Linked DNA regions of Sus scrofa: all the other regions are linked to region 3. A link is a contact called in public Hi-C data. All regions are on one chromosome and are shown on one strand. The core of a region is the stretch at or near the end of the contact, and the rest is flanking DNA. Distances in the headings are between cores, read along the strand shown. Region 1 holds the start of KITLG (KIT ligand). Region 2 overlaps KITLG (KIT ligand). Region 3 has its middle 360 kb from the start of DUSP6.

The links. A called contact is a pair of places that touch in the nucleus more often than the background predicts.
Region 1: a Hi-C map of embryonic fibroblasts shows a contact between it and region 3, with 2.6 times the contacts expected there. The contact joins the promoter of KITLG here to the enhancer-like site in region 3. A contact is called at or near these places in 2 of 5 promoter capture datasets (fetal liver and liver) and 5 of 47 Hi-C or Micro-C datasets (alveolar macrophages, embryonic fibroblasts, heart right ventricle and 1 more).
Region 2: a Hi-C map of embryonic fibroblasts shows a contact between it and region 3, with 1.8 times the contacts expected there. The contact joins two enhancer-like sites. A contact is called at or near these places in 3 of 47 Hi-C or Micro-C datasets (embryonic fibroblasts and heart right ventricle) and 1 of 2 datasets of contacts at active chromatin or transcription factors (skeletal muscle).

Annotation. Positions count from the first base shown.
Region 1 is chr5:94,015,859-94,020,189 of Sscrofa11.1, forward strand. KITLG (KIT ligand) reads left to right here and starts at 1,545. Exons shown (of 9, transcript NM_214269.2): 1 at 1,545-1,736. The coding sequence starts at 1,722.
Region 2 is chr5:94,091,656-94,095,684 of Sscrofa11.1, forward strand. It overlaps KITLG (KIT ligand), which reads left to right. Exons shown (of 9, transcript NM_214269.2): 7 at 3,811-3,920. Among named protein-coding and RNA genes, the nearest start is that of KITLG, 76 kb to the left of the region's middle. Within about 2 kb of position 1,481, at least 6 of the 83 cell types and tissues checked have an H3K27ac peak or open chromatin away from gene starts, as enhancers often do. A contact at or near this core is called in embryonic fibroblasts, where this site is marked.
Region 3 is chr5:93,657,954-93,661,963 of Sscrofa11.1, forward strand. No RefSeq gene overlaps it. Among named protein-coding and RNA genes, the nearest start is that of DUSP6, 360 kb to the left of the region's middle. Within about 2 kb of position 2,383, at least 14 of the 83 cell types and tissues checked have an H3K27ac peak or open chromatin away from gene starts, as enhancers often do. A contact at or near this core is called in embryonic fibroblasts, where this site is marked.

The DNA.
Region 1 (4,331 bases), core at 295-2,794, 360 kb after region 3:
AGCCCTGGGACTTTTTGGACTATTTAGACTTTTTGGACTTTTGACCTCCAAGCCGTAAGGTAGTAATCTTACGTTGTTTTAAGTGATTAACAGCAGCAACGGAAAATAACACAGTGAACTTCAAATTTTACCCACTTAATTGTTTCTCATGGTTATAGGTTGCCATATTAATTTTTTAAAAAGAACTAGTTAAGTCGAATTTGGGATCCTACTCTTTTATTAAAACATCTAATTCCTAAATTTACACATTATTGGTTTGGGAAAATTGACCTCTCTCAGCCTCTGTTTCTTTTTCTTAAGATTTATTTATTTATTTATTTATTTATTTATTTATTTATTTATTGTCTTTTCTAGGGCCGCACCCGCGGCATATAGAGGTTCCCAGGCTAGAGGTCCAATTGGAGCTGTAGCCGCCGGCCGCCTACACCACAGCCACAGCAACGCCAGATCCGAGCCGCATCTGCGACCTACACCACAGCTTAGGGCAACGCCAGATCCTTAACCCACTGAGCAAGGCCAGGGATCGAACCAGCAACCTCATGGTTCCTAGTCAGATTCGTTAACCACTGCGCCAGGACGGGAACTCCTCAGGCTCTGTTTCATCAACAATAAAATGGGAATAAAAATGACAGGACCTATACAACAGGTTTGTGGAAAAGATTTAGTGACATAATCTATGTAAAGTACTTAGCACGATGCCTGGTATGGCATTAAGTGCATCGAATAGTGGTTTTAACTATTACTGTTGTTGCAGTAGCTTTCCAATTCCAAAACCTCCGACAACAGCAAACAAAAGTGTATCTTTCGAGACCCTGGCTGGATCGCTGACTTCCGCGTTTAATAACCTACCGCTTCTCTTTCAATTTAAATGTCTAAAGAAGCAGCGGTAAACCGTTTTTGGAAACAGCATCTTCCTTAGCAATCTTAACCCTGAGTCAACAATTATTTCGACCATTAAATATTCATTCACTAAAGTAATTGTTTAAAAAAAAGGAGGGGGGTGGAGGCTAAGACAATGGCCCAAGTATAGATCCTAATTAAGTTAAAAAAAAAAAATCCCTAAAGCGGGGCGGGGTGAATTCTTCGCTAGCCCCCCCTCCCCCCAATGAACTATCCCGTACTGCCTCTGCAGAAAAGAGGGAGCTCCCGGACTTAGCGAGCGTGCTAGGTATTTGGTCCGTCCCAGGGCGGTGCCAGGTGAGCCGAGACGAAGCCGAGGGGCCCAGCTGCGACTCTCCGAGCCAGGCGCGCAGTGCACGCGGCAGCTGCAGGGTGTTCGGCTTCTCGCTCCGCACCCTCGTGCCCTCCTAGCCTTCGGGCCGTGCGCGCACCGGCCCCTAAACGAGGGGAAACGCTTGGATTAATCTATCCAACTTCTACGGTATTTGCAGTGCTCCGGCAGCCCTGCCGGTCTCCCCCCCGCACACCAGCAGAGTCTCGCTTCCCCGGGGCTCCGGAAGGGAAGGAGGCGTGTCCGGAGTAGGCGGGAGGGAGCCCTATAAAGTGCTGGCGGCGCGCCGGCCCGGGGCTTCACTCTCCGCCTCGCGCCGGGACCTGGAGCGCCGCGCGAAGCTGAGGCCTTGGAGAGGGCGTTTGCGCTCGGGCTACCCAATGCGTGGACTATCTGCAGCCGCTGCTCATGCAATATGCTGGAGCTCCAGATCAGCTAAACGGAGTTGCCACACCGCTGCCTGGGCTGGATCACAGCGCTGCCTTTCCTTATGAAGAAGACACAAGTGAGTACGGCGCACCCAGGAGCTCGCCGGCACGCCAAGAAAATCGCGCCCACAGGCCCGCGCCTCCCGGCCGCGACTGCTGGGGCGCGCGGGGCTGTGCTGGCTGGACAAGCCCGGAGGGCACCCGGGAGGCGGGCGTGGCGTGCTAGTGCCAGCTCCCCGGCCCGGGTGAGCCGGGGAGAGGAGTGAGAGAGAAGCGTGGGAGCTGGTGTCAAGTTTGGTGCCGCAGCCCCTAAGTTGGGAGCTGTCAGTGGGGAACTGCAGCTCCTGTAAGACGGGAGGATCTGCTCTTTGGCCGGGGAGTTTAAATTATTACGGAAAGGCATGCCTTTGCACGGGAGACATTTTCCAGTGGGTTCCGGGGAGATTACACAACAGCTCCCGCGTGCCACGCTCGGTGGCTCGAGCACCCAGATTTTCGTGCAGCCCTCGAGTGGGTGCAGGGCTCGTGCGGACGCGGGAGCAGCCTCCAGAAGGTAGCCAACCCGGAGTTTCTTAGCAGCCACGCTCGAGTGGGCAGAGAACCTGCCTGGCCAGCTCGGGAAAACTTGGCTCCCGCGGCGTGTGCCAGGTTTGCGGCTCTTGGTGAGCTTCCCCGGAGAGCTCCAAACGGGGTGATACTTCTACATTGCACTCACCTTCTTTCATTACAGTAGAGAAAAAGTTGTGTGTGTTAACTCCGATGGTAGTTATTGAGGTAATTGCCAGTGCTGCACAATTGTGCATTATAGAGAAGGATTAGTGGCTAAAGCGCCGTCCAGGGGTACAATTAGATTTTTTTTCCCCTTGAGGTAGATAACTGGCTTGTCCTTTGGAAAGGGCCGCCACGGTTATTTTCAAACACAGTTCTTTTCTCCACGGCGGGCTGTACCTCTTCTCACTTCTCCCCTTAGGAATTTTTCCTTGTTTCTGCCTCGGGTTGGGTAAGGCTGCCCTTTCACCCCCCAGAGGTTCTGTCGGAGATTGCAATTCCTGAAATGTGTCGGAAGGGTGGAGGTGGTGGGGAAAAGGGTTGTATAAATCCTCAGTTGAGAATGAAGGCATCCATGTGCGGAAATGCTTTATTTAATGGCACACGACGTGTGCCATTTTAAGTATATGTCTAAGCCCGGGAAGAGTACACATTCAGAAGGGAGTAGAAAGACTCGAGCCCATTGCACCCGTGTGGAAAAGAGCAGCGGGGAGGGACTCACCTAGCAGAAAGGTTTGTGTGGTCTCTAGGACCGCTGCTTGGGACCGAGAGAGGAGCAGAACGCAGGTTCCTCTCCCGCAGGTCAGTTTATGGGCAAAGCATTGGACGCCACACCTGAGATGACCACAGGGGGCTGTTGAAATTCGAATGTGAAAGACTGGCGACAGAGGAGAAGTTTTAATGTAATTACTTGATTCGTACGTGCTTTCTGCTTTGTAGACTAATAAGCATGGGCGGGGACCCAATTCTTTGTTATAGTAGCATCTGCTCACTTGAAGGGTGGTGAGATCTGGGTGGAGAAACCCGCTACCTTCTAGTTCAGGGAAAGAGCCTCAAGCTTCCTATTTAAACAAGATCACTGGAGACAGATCAGGTTAATGACCAACACTCCAAAGGGGGGCGATGTGGTATCAAGTCACTTTGAGAGTCCGTAGGATTGATGATCCTTGCACCCTTGCTTTGCAAAACAAATGTGAGCTCTGTAATCGCCTTCCTCACTTGGATTAAATGGCTGTGTAAATCGGATTACAGGCAATAATTCCATTGAAAACGAGAAAGAGGTCGAACTAAACCGAAGCTTCTTGGTGTTAGTGAGTCAGTGCTGCTGACCAGGGACATTGGAGACAGCTAAGCATTTTAGAAATGTGACCTGCTCAGACCGAGGAAAAGTGCAAGCCCTTTGGTGGAACTTGCCTATGTTGAAGGGCTTGAGGCAAAGGAGGGCAGTGCCCTTGGTGAAAGAAGGCATTCATTGCCTGGGATCTAATGACCTTCAAGGTTTGCTTTAAGGATAGGTCTAGCAATTCCGCATTCTTGCACTGCAAAACGGGGGCCCTGGAAATAGCATGAAATGGATGAGATAAACAGCAGAAATGGAACGGGCGCTAAATCCTCATTCGTGTTGTTAAAATTTCTGATCTTAAAAGTTACATTAAAAAATTGCCTATGCAACTCTGTATGGATGGAGAGCAGCGTAAGCAGATCTGACATTAAGACATAAGATCAATTGTTCTACTGAATCTAATGATATCCTTGCCAGGGAGGAATACTTATTAATATTCAATAGTTCGAATAGTCATTGACAAAAATGGCATCAATTCCAGAGCAAATGGTGGTGTGCTCTGCCATTACCCAGGATATAAAATGAGAATTTAATAATAACAATAACAACAACAACAACAGTAATAATAATATACTTTAACTTGAATTACGCAGCTCTCTAAGAATCACAGGGATATCAGACATTCTGGCTTTTCAGTCAAGCTGAATATGGAAAGTCTGTCAACAAACACTTGGGGTTTGATAAATGATTCTTTCATTTATTGAGCACGTGTGATGGACTGCAGCATGTGGGAAATAATTACCTGGGCAGTAGTTAGGAGCAGCAATTTTTAACAACGCAT
Region 2 (4,029 bases), core at 231-2,730, 430 kb after region 3:
AGACCGCCTGCGTTTATATCCCCACTCTTAGCTCTTGGCTAGCTGTGTGACCTTGGACAATTTTCGTAATCTCTCTGGACTCCTCAATCACATGGAGGTCGCTAAGCTCTTTCTTTGGTTTTCTGTGAGTTTTTAATGAGTTCAGTGCATGTGTACTTAGAGCCATGCCTGATGTGTATATAGTACATGGCCATCATTAATTATTAGAACAATGAGATACACCAGGGCTGGGTCAGGAATTGTGGCAAGGCTGTGGTGAGCGTCAAATCGGAATAAAAGGGGAGTACCACGCTGCATGTTTTCTAAGCACCAAGAAGAAAGTCATGTCCACAGGCACGGTGCCCATAAGCTGACTCAGTCTGCAGAGATGGTCACCAAAATTGGGGCACAGTGTTTTTGTTCTCTGTTTGTTCAGATGTCTGGTATTAGTCAACCCACTCAAGTTAGTTTCCGCAAATTGTTGAATGATGGGCAGTTTTCATCAAAATGAGATACAATTGATAGGACAACAATCCAGGAATTGGGGATTACTCAAATCCTGTCCAGATGAGCTTATTCCACAAGGTTTCTGGGGCAATCTTTACATAAAAGCAAAGCTTTGGCCCGGGATCCTTCAGAAGGGCTGTAAGGCATACAATCCCGATCTCATTAATCCCTGTGATAGCATCATAGCAAGTGTGGAGAGTCATGCCCTGGAGGTGTAGGCAAGCCTTTTCTGATAACATCTATTTTCTCTCCCTGGAAGAGGGATGGCGGATCTCTGGAGAGAACCCAAGGCCTGGCTCTGAAGCCCTTTGCATTAACAGGAGAAGTAAAGAGAGCGGGGTGACTCCTGTCTAGGAGGGGAAGCTCAATCCCCCTGATTCTTTCCCCTCTTCTCTTTACCAGGCTTGTCCCTCTCTCTTGGAGAAGGACGTGTGCTGTGTAGGTCAGATTCCAGAACTTTGTTAGGGGCCGGGGTCCTGGGGCAGAACTTTAAGTTGGTGAAAAAGTCATAGTGCGTTGGTAGGAGGCGGCAAGCTTTCTCTAGACTCTGCTGCCGCGCGGCTTCGTTTGGAACACCTCCCTCGGGCTGCCCTCCTACCTGAGAAGGATTGTGAGTGGAGAATTCCAGAACACCTCGCTCTGTTGCACGCTTCTTCTGCTTATGGCTGGTGGGTGGGGTCTTTTCTCTGAGGGATGTGATTTAAGGAGGGATCGGGAGCTTGGGGTTCACGGATGCAAACTATTGGTCTTGGAATGGATTTGCAATGAGATCCTGCTGTGTTTGCGATCTAGGTCTAGATACTTACATTGCAACACGACAGTGGGAGGAAAAACCGTGTATACATGTATGTGTAACCGGGTCCCCATGCTGTACAGTGGAAAAATAAATTAATTTTAAAAAAAGATTTGCCTTTTGGACAGAACAGGAAGACTAGGGTATTCTGCTGCCCTGATTCCAGGGCATCTGGCTGCCCAAACGTAGCTCTCCGTAGCACCATTCTAGCTCATTAGTGTTCCACTGGAGTCTGGGGACAAAATATTAATAGCTTCCTTTGCTCTCTCTGTGTATGTTGATTAGGGCCCCTCAAGGAGGTCGCCTGGTCAAATCATAATCACACACCAGCAATCCTAGTAGACAGTGTGGACCACAGTGGGTCGGCCATCAAGGAGAATTCTAACACATAACTGGAACACAAATACAAAGAGCCAGATTATTTATAGGTAGTGATATAAACAGTCCTGAAATGGTAGGAATTGCATGGAACACCATTACCTCATAGAAAACACTTTAATAAATGGTAGTAAAATCCCAGATAAGAACATGTAATCTTTTATAGCTCTTGAAATAGTTATATTATTGTAATAATAGTCTTACTTCAGTTATACCAAATCCCATTTTATAACGCAGGCTTATTTTGATGTGGAATTCATGTTCAGTTTTAAGATGCCTAAAACAAATTTCCCAGGGGGCTTTTGGATGCACGGTCGGCCAAAAGAAATCTGTTACTCTCATCTTAAGGAAGTGATTCATGGTTACATGAATGAAAGTTTCCACTTCTTTACCCGATCCCTTAAGTATAAGGGGCACCCCTGACTCACTACATCCTCCCCCAGCACACACACAATCTTCTGTTATGACAGCATCTTTGGAAATAGAGGAATCAGAGAATTAGTGAATTTCCTGTTCCAAGTTTGCAAATAGTAAGGAAATGGGCAAGTCCTGTTTTCTCCATAATAGATAAGATTAGTTTCTTGCCTCTCTGGTTAAATCTATGAGTTTATTGTTTCCTCTTAAAAGCAGCTACAGGAGTTCTCTTGCGGCACAGTGGGTTAAGGATCCAGGATTGTCACTGCAGTGGCTTGGGGCACTGCCATGGCACAGATTCGATCCCTGGCCCAGGAACTTTTACATGCCATGGGCATGGCCAAAAAAAAAAGGAAAACAAAGCTGATGCAGGTGCACTGGTCTGGCTCTCAGTTCCATGTGTGCCAGTGTCCTCAAACAAATGCATTGTTGTTTGCGACGAGACACTGAGAGAGACATCTGCAAAATGTTAAGTTTTTGGGGTTCCCATGGAGAGGCAGTGGGTCTAATGTCCCAGCTTGTCTCTGCGGCATTGCCAGTTGGATCTGCGATGTCGTGGCTTAAGGGATCTGGTGGCGTTACAGCTGCAGCATAGGTCATACCTGTGGCTCATATTCAGTCCCTGGCCTGGGAACTTCCATGTGCCCCTGGTGTGGCCAAAAAAGGGGGAGAAAATGCTACGTTTTGTGTTGGGAGTAAGAGACCCTTGGGGGAGACAGGTTTTTGTTTAATTCTTAAATCATTCTGCTTTGCATGGATGAGCAAAGCAGGATGCAGGGAGGTGCCCCGTGTGAATGTCACATGTCTTCTCTCACTAAGTCACATATGTAGAGTCAGCGCAGGGAGACAAGTGCTTCTCGCCATGCTTCAGAGCTCAGTAGTCTCAGGCTCTCCCACACAGGACGTTTGAAAATCCAAACCTTTAGTCCACAGCACAGTGCTGGACCCTACCTGGCACCCAGTAAGTGTACATTGAGGATCTGATGAAGAAACACCATAATTCCAAGCTTGAGATCCCTAAAAGTAACACTAACCGCAGTATGCCTCTCTTAACTGAATCTTTGAGGCAGGCCAAACATAACTTACAGACCGAGTGGCAAAGTGGCCTCTTTAAAATTTCTTGGCTGGGAGGTCCCGTCGTGGCTCAGTGGTTAACGAATCCGACTAGGAACCATGAGGTTGCAGGTTCAATCCCTGGCCTTGCTCAGTGGGTTAAGGATCCGGCGTTGCCGTGAGCTGTGGTGTAGGTTGCAGAGGCAGCTTGGATCTTGCATTGCTGTGGCTGTGGTGTAGGCCGGTGGCTACAACTCCGATTAGACCCCGAGCCTGGGAACCTCCATGTGCCGCGGAAGCGGCTCAAGAAAAGACAGAAAGACCAAAAAAAAAAAAAAAAAAATTTCTTGGCTGGATGTGAAAAGACACTTGAAGATAAAGGTATAGAAAATGGATTTGCCTGGTGGTATTAGTCATTTTCAGGTATATGCCATCTGTTTTCTATATGTGTCAATAATAACTAAGTCAAAGACCCTTCTGCTTGTGGGGTTTCTTGATTTTTTTTCACTTTAAACCTTCTGGAAATGACAAGGACTTGTATGGCAAGCAGAAAAATTAGTGTTTTAAAATTTTTAAACAGATAGGTCAAGAGTCTATTACGGAAACAGTTGGGAACAACCACAGCATGAGGGCAAAACCTCTGGCCTAGATACGCTGTGTTCACCACTGGACTGTTTAAATTACAGGGAAGGCCTCAGATTCCATTGAAGACTCCAGCCTCCAGTGGGCAGCCGTAGCATTGCCAGCATTCTTCTCTCTTGTCATTGGGTTTGCTTTTGGAGCCTTATACTGGAAGGTACGTGTTGCCGTTCATTCTTTTTTTTTTTTCTCCTCTCGCTTCTTCCAAAACTTCCTGAACTTTATATATGTCTTTGTTCAGACCACATTACGTAACTAATAAACTG
Region 3 (4,010 bases), core at 1,133-3,632:
AATCTCTGTTGTAAATGCTATCAAAAACAAAAGCTTTTGGTGAGGCATCAGGGGACCAGTGCTTGAAGGATAAAAAGAAGTCTGGCAAGAGCTACAACTCTAAGTTATTATGATCTGGCTTTTAGGGTCTCTTTGACACACTTGCAATAGATTATCTCATTAAATATCTTGGTGGGAAGAGCCATACTCATCTATATTTAATAGATTATAAATGATAGTTTGTATTATTCCCTCTTTTCATATTTTTCTTATATTCTCATCACTTTTTAAAACTCTCTCTCTCCAATATTTTCAAAAAGTTATCCAAAAAACACCTGGTTAGCATGAAGACCTTAAAGAATGGAATGGGCAAATTTACTGTTTTGAGATCACTAAACCTATACATTAATATATTAAGTGCTCTAAAAAGTCCTGCAGTAAACAAAGTGACTTCATTTTATTTGGCTACAGAATCTTATTTTTTTCCCTCTAAGACATTAATATCAAGCTGATTTAGACTTCCTTGGAAAACTCTTTGGAAAAAAAAAATGATGATTTAATCCATCTTCTCCTCTCAGCTCTTGTTGTTCTCATTACGTTGCTGAAAACTACCATAATAGCCTTCTGTGGGTCATCTGCTTTTATGCCCCCTGCCAATTCAGTTTTACAGATCAACATGGCTGTTCTCCTAAAACAAAATCTGACCGCCTTTTTCTTCTCTCCAGAACCACCTGATGACACTCAGAATCAGGGGAAAAATTCTTTAGCATGGCATGAAAGATCTTTCTGCCACTTCTCCTGTCTCGCGTCCTGACATCTTCACTTTCAAGCTCTGCGGCAGCTGTGTGGGAATCACCCAGCCCGTCAAACATACTGCAATCTTTCACTCTGCCATTTTCTTCCCCCTAGAAAAGTCCTTCTCTCTTTTCTTACTGTTGGCCTTTAGGATTCTTCTTAAATATAACTATCTGAAATCTTTTGCACAGCCTTGCCAGACAGATTTTTCTCCTCAATAAACTTTATGTTCAAATCTTCCAACCTTGTTTTTCATTTTAATTGCACTGAGTTGAAACTCTTGCAAATGAATCTACTTGACAAGCCAACCTGGCTCAGGATCACAGCTGGGAAGGCAATTCTTTTGGAGGATTCAGATACTCTGCAGCTGGTGTCTGGCAAAATTACTGGAAGCAAGTGTTTGGCAAGTCTGGCTATGACTCTTTCTGAGTTCAGAATGGGGATTTTGTGTGTTCTTTAAATGTGGACAGTTGATTTGTTCCTATGCAAGTTTAATTACTCCTTTTTCCACCATCTTGACACCATCCAGTGATACTTTACACCTATATTTATTTACTGGCAACAAATGATTTGAGGTTGTTGTATGTTGCCTTTATTCGTCCTCCATTTATTTATTTATTAATTTTCTATTATAGCTGATTTACAGTGTTCTGTCAATTTCTGCTGTATGGCAAGGTGACCCAGTTATACATACATATCCATTCTTTTTTTCACATTGTCTTCCATCATGCTCCATCATGAGTGATTAGATATGGTTCCATGTGCTATACAGTAGGATCTCATTGCTTATTCACTCCAAATGCAATAGTTTGCATCTACTAATCTCAAACTCCCACCCAATTCCACCCCCTCTCCCTCCCCCTTGGCAACTACAAGTCTGTTCTACATGTCCATCAGTTTGTTTGTTTTCTGTAAATAGGTTCATTTGTGCCAAATATTAGATTCCAGGTATAAGTGATATCATATGGTATTTGTCTTTCTCCTTTTAAGTAAAGAGTCTCTAGTTCCAACCATGTCGCTGCCAATGGCATCATTTTGTTCTTTCTTTATGGCTGAGTAGTTTCCCGTTTTGTATATGTACCACATCTTCTAAATCCACTCATTCGTCAATGGACATTGAGGTTGTTTCCATGTCTTGCCTACTGTGAAGTGTGCTGCAATGAACATTGTGGTGTAGGTATCTTTTTCAATAAGTTTTGCCTGGATATACTCCCAGGAATGGGACTGCTGAGTCATATGGTAGTTCTATATTTAGTTTTCTGAGGGTCCTCCATTTATGTGAGCTTTGTCTGCTCACAGTGCTCTGTCTGCCTTTTCCTCTGGGGAATCTCTCTCCTTTACTCTCACCTTTGCAGTCAGGAGGCACTGACTAAATCCCCATCTTCAAGAGTAACGTCATGACCCACAACTATTCAGAGTATTTTATTCTGGTCACAGTGGTTGGCTCTGGGGTGAGTAATGGAGCAAGACAGATGAATGAGACTTAATTTTTCAGCTTTTGCAGGAGGTATCAAGGAAAAGGCACCATTTTTCCTCCAGAGTGTCTCAGTCGGTCAAGTCCAAGTCTGTAGCTAGAGGGAGCCAGTGCATGAAGAGGGTGTGCTTCAGCCAGAGACCACAGTGAGGCAGGAAGGGTTGAGAAACGGAGACCTGTTTGTGATGTCGTTTGAGTACCTGCACTGAACCTCACCCAACACTGGCATTTTGAACTGCGTGAGCCAATCGATGCCTTTTTTCCCCTTTAAGTTATCTTGAATGTGGTTTCTATCATTAAAAGGTCGTGATAATAAAGGAACTGTTTGTTTATACATCTGATTTCCAAGGAATTTTTAATAGTGCTTTTCTTATTTTTTATACTATAGCTTCTGGCATATTATACCAAGTACTCCTGTCTCATATTTCATTGTATGAGTCACTGAGCCTCCAGCTTAAAGCAAATACGTGGCTTCCCAAGGTTAAAAGACTATTGGTATTAAGAATACGATTACTTTCTTTTTTTCTTCCTGGTGTTAGACAAATTGATTATAAAATTTACATGGAAAAATAAGTGAGAATAACCAGGAAAACCTCAAGGAAGAAATGGGAGAGAGTGTCTCTAGCAGATATATTAAATTTACCATAAAGTCTCTACAATTAAAACAGTGTTATGTTAGCACATGGAAAGACAGACTTATGTAATAGAAAATGCAGAAATACATTCAAATCAATTCTTAAATTTAGTTTATGATAAAGACAATGTACTAGTGTCTTACCGCTATTCTAACAAATCACCACAAACTTAGTGACTCCGCACAATTAGTAATCTTTCAGTTCTTTAGATTAGAAATCTGAAATAGTTCTCAGTGGGTTAAAATGAAGGTTACTGCAGGGTTTTATTTCTTGTATAGTGTTTAGGAGAGAGCCTAAATGTTTGAGGACGGAGAAATCCACCCCTCTACCCCTCTTGAGTTCTTGTGGTTAGACTAATAATAAAATTGAAAGAAGACAGATTAACAAGAGAAAAAAAATTCATGTATAGGAGGTCTCATAGAAATGGGATCTAACGCAAAGACACATGTACTCCAATGTTCACTGCAGCACGATTTACAATAGCCAAAACAGGAAACAACCTAAATGTCCATCGACAGAGAAGTGGATCAAGAAGATGTGGTACATATATACACAATGGAATATTACTCAGCCATTAAAAAGAATGAAATACCATCATTTTTTGCAACATGGATGTACCTAGAAACTATCATGCTAAGTGAAGTCAGCCATACAATGAGACACCAACATCAAATGCTTTCACAGACATGTGGAATGTGAAAAAAGGACAGACGGAACTTCTTTGCAGAACAGATGCTGACTCACAGACATTGAAAAACTTATGGTCTCCGGAGGAGACAGGTTGGGGGGTGGGGGGAATGTGCCTGGGCTGTGGGATGGAAATCCTGTGAAATCAGATTGTTATGATCATTATACAACTACAGATGTGATCAATTCATTTAAAAAAAAAGAAAAAAAAAAGAAATGGGATCTAAGAAGTGACTAAAGCAGTCGGATTTTAAACTTTTTAGAAAAAGACATAATAAATTTGTGAGGAATTGACAGGGAAAAGAAACTTAAATTTTGGGTGCTCAGTTAGTGAAGAATCTAAACAGATTTTGAGCTTGGGGTAGTAAATTAAAGAAGTCAGAAGGTCTGTTTACATAGGCTACCCAGCCCAAATTCCCTGTCTTTGGCAATAAGGTGTC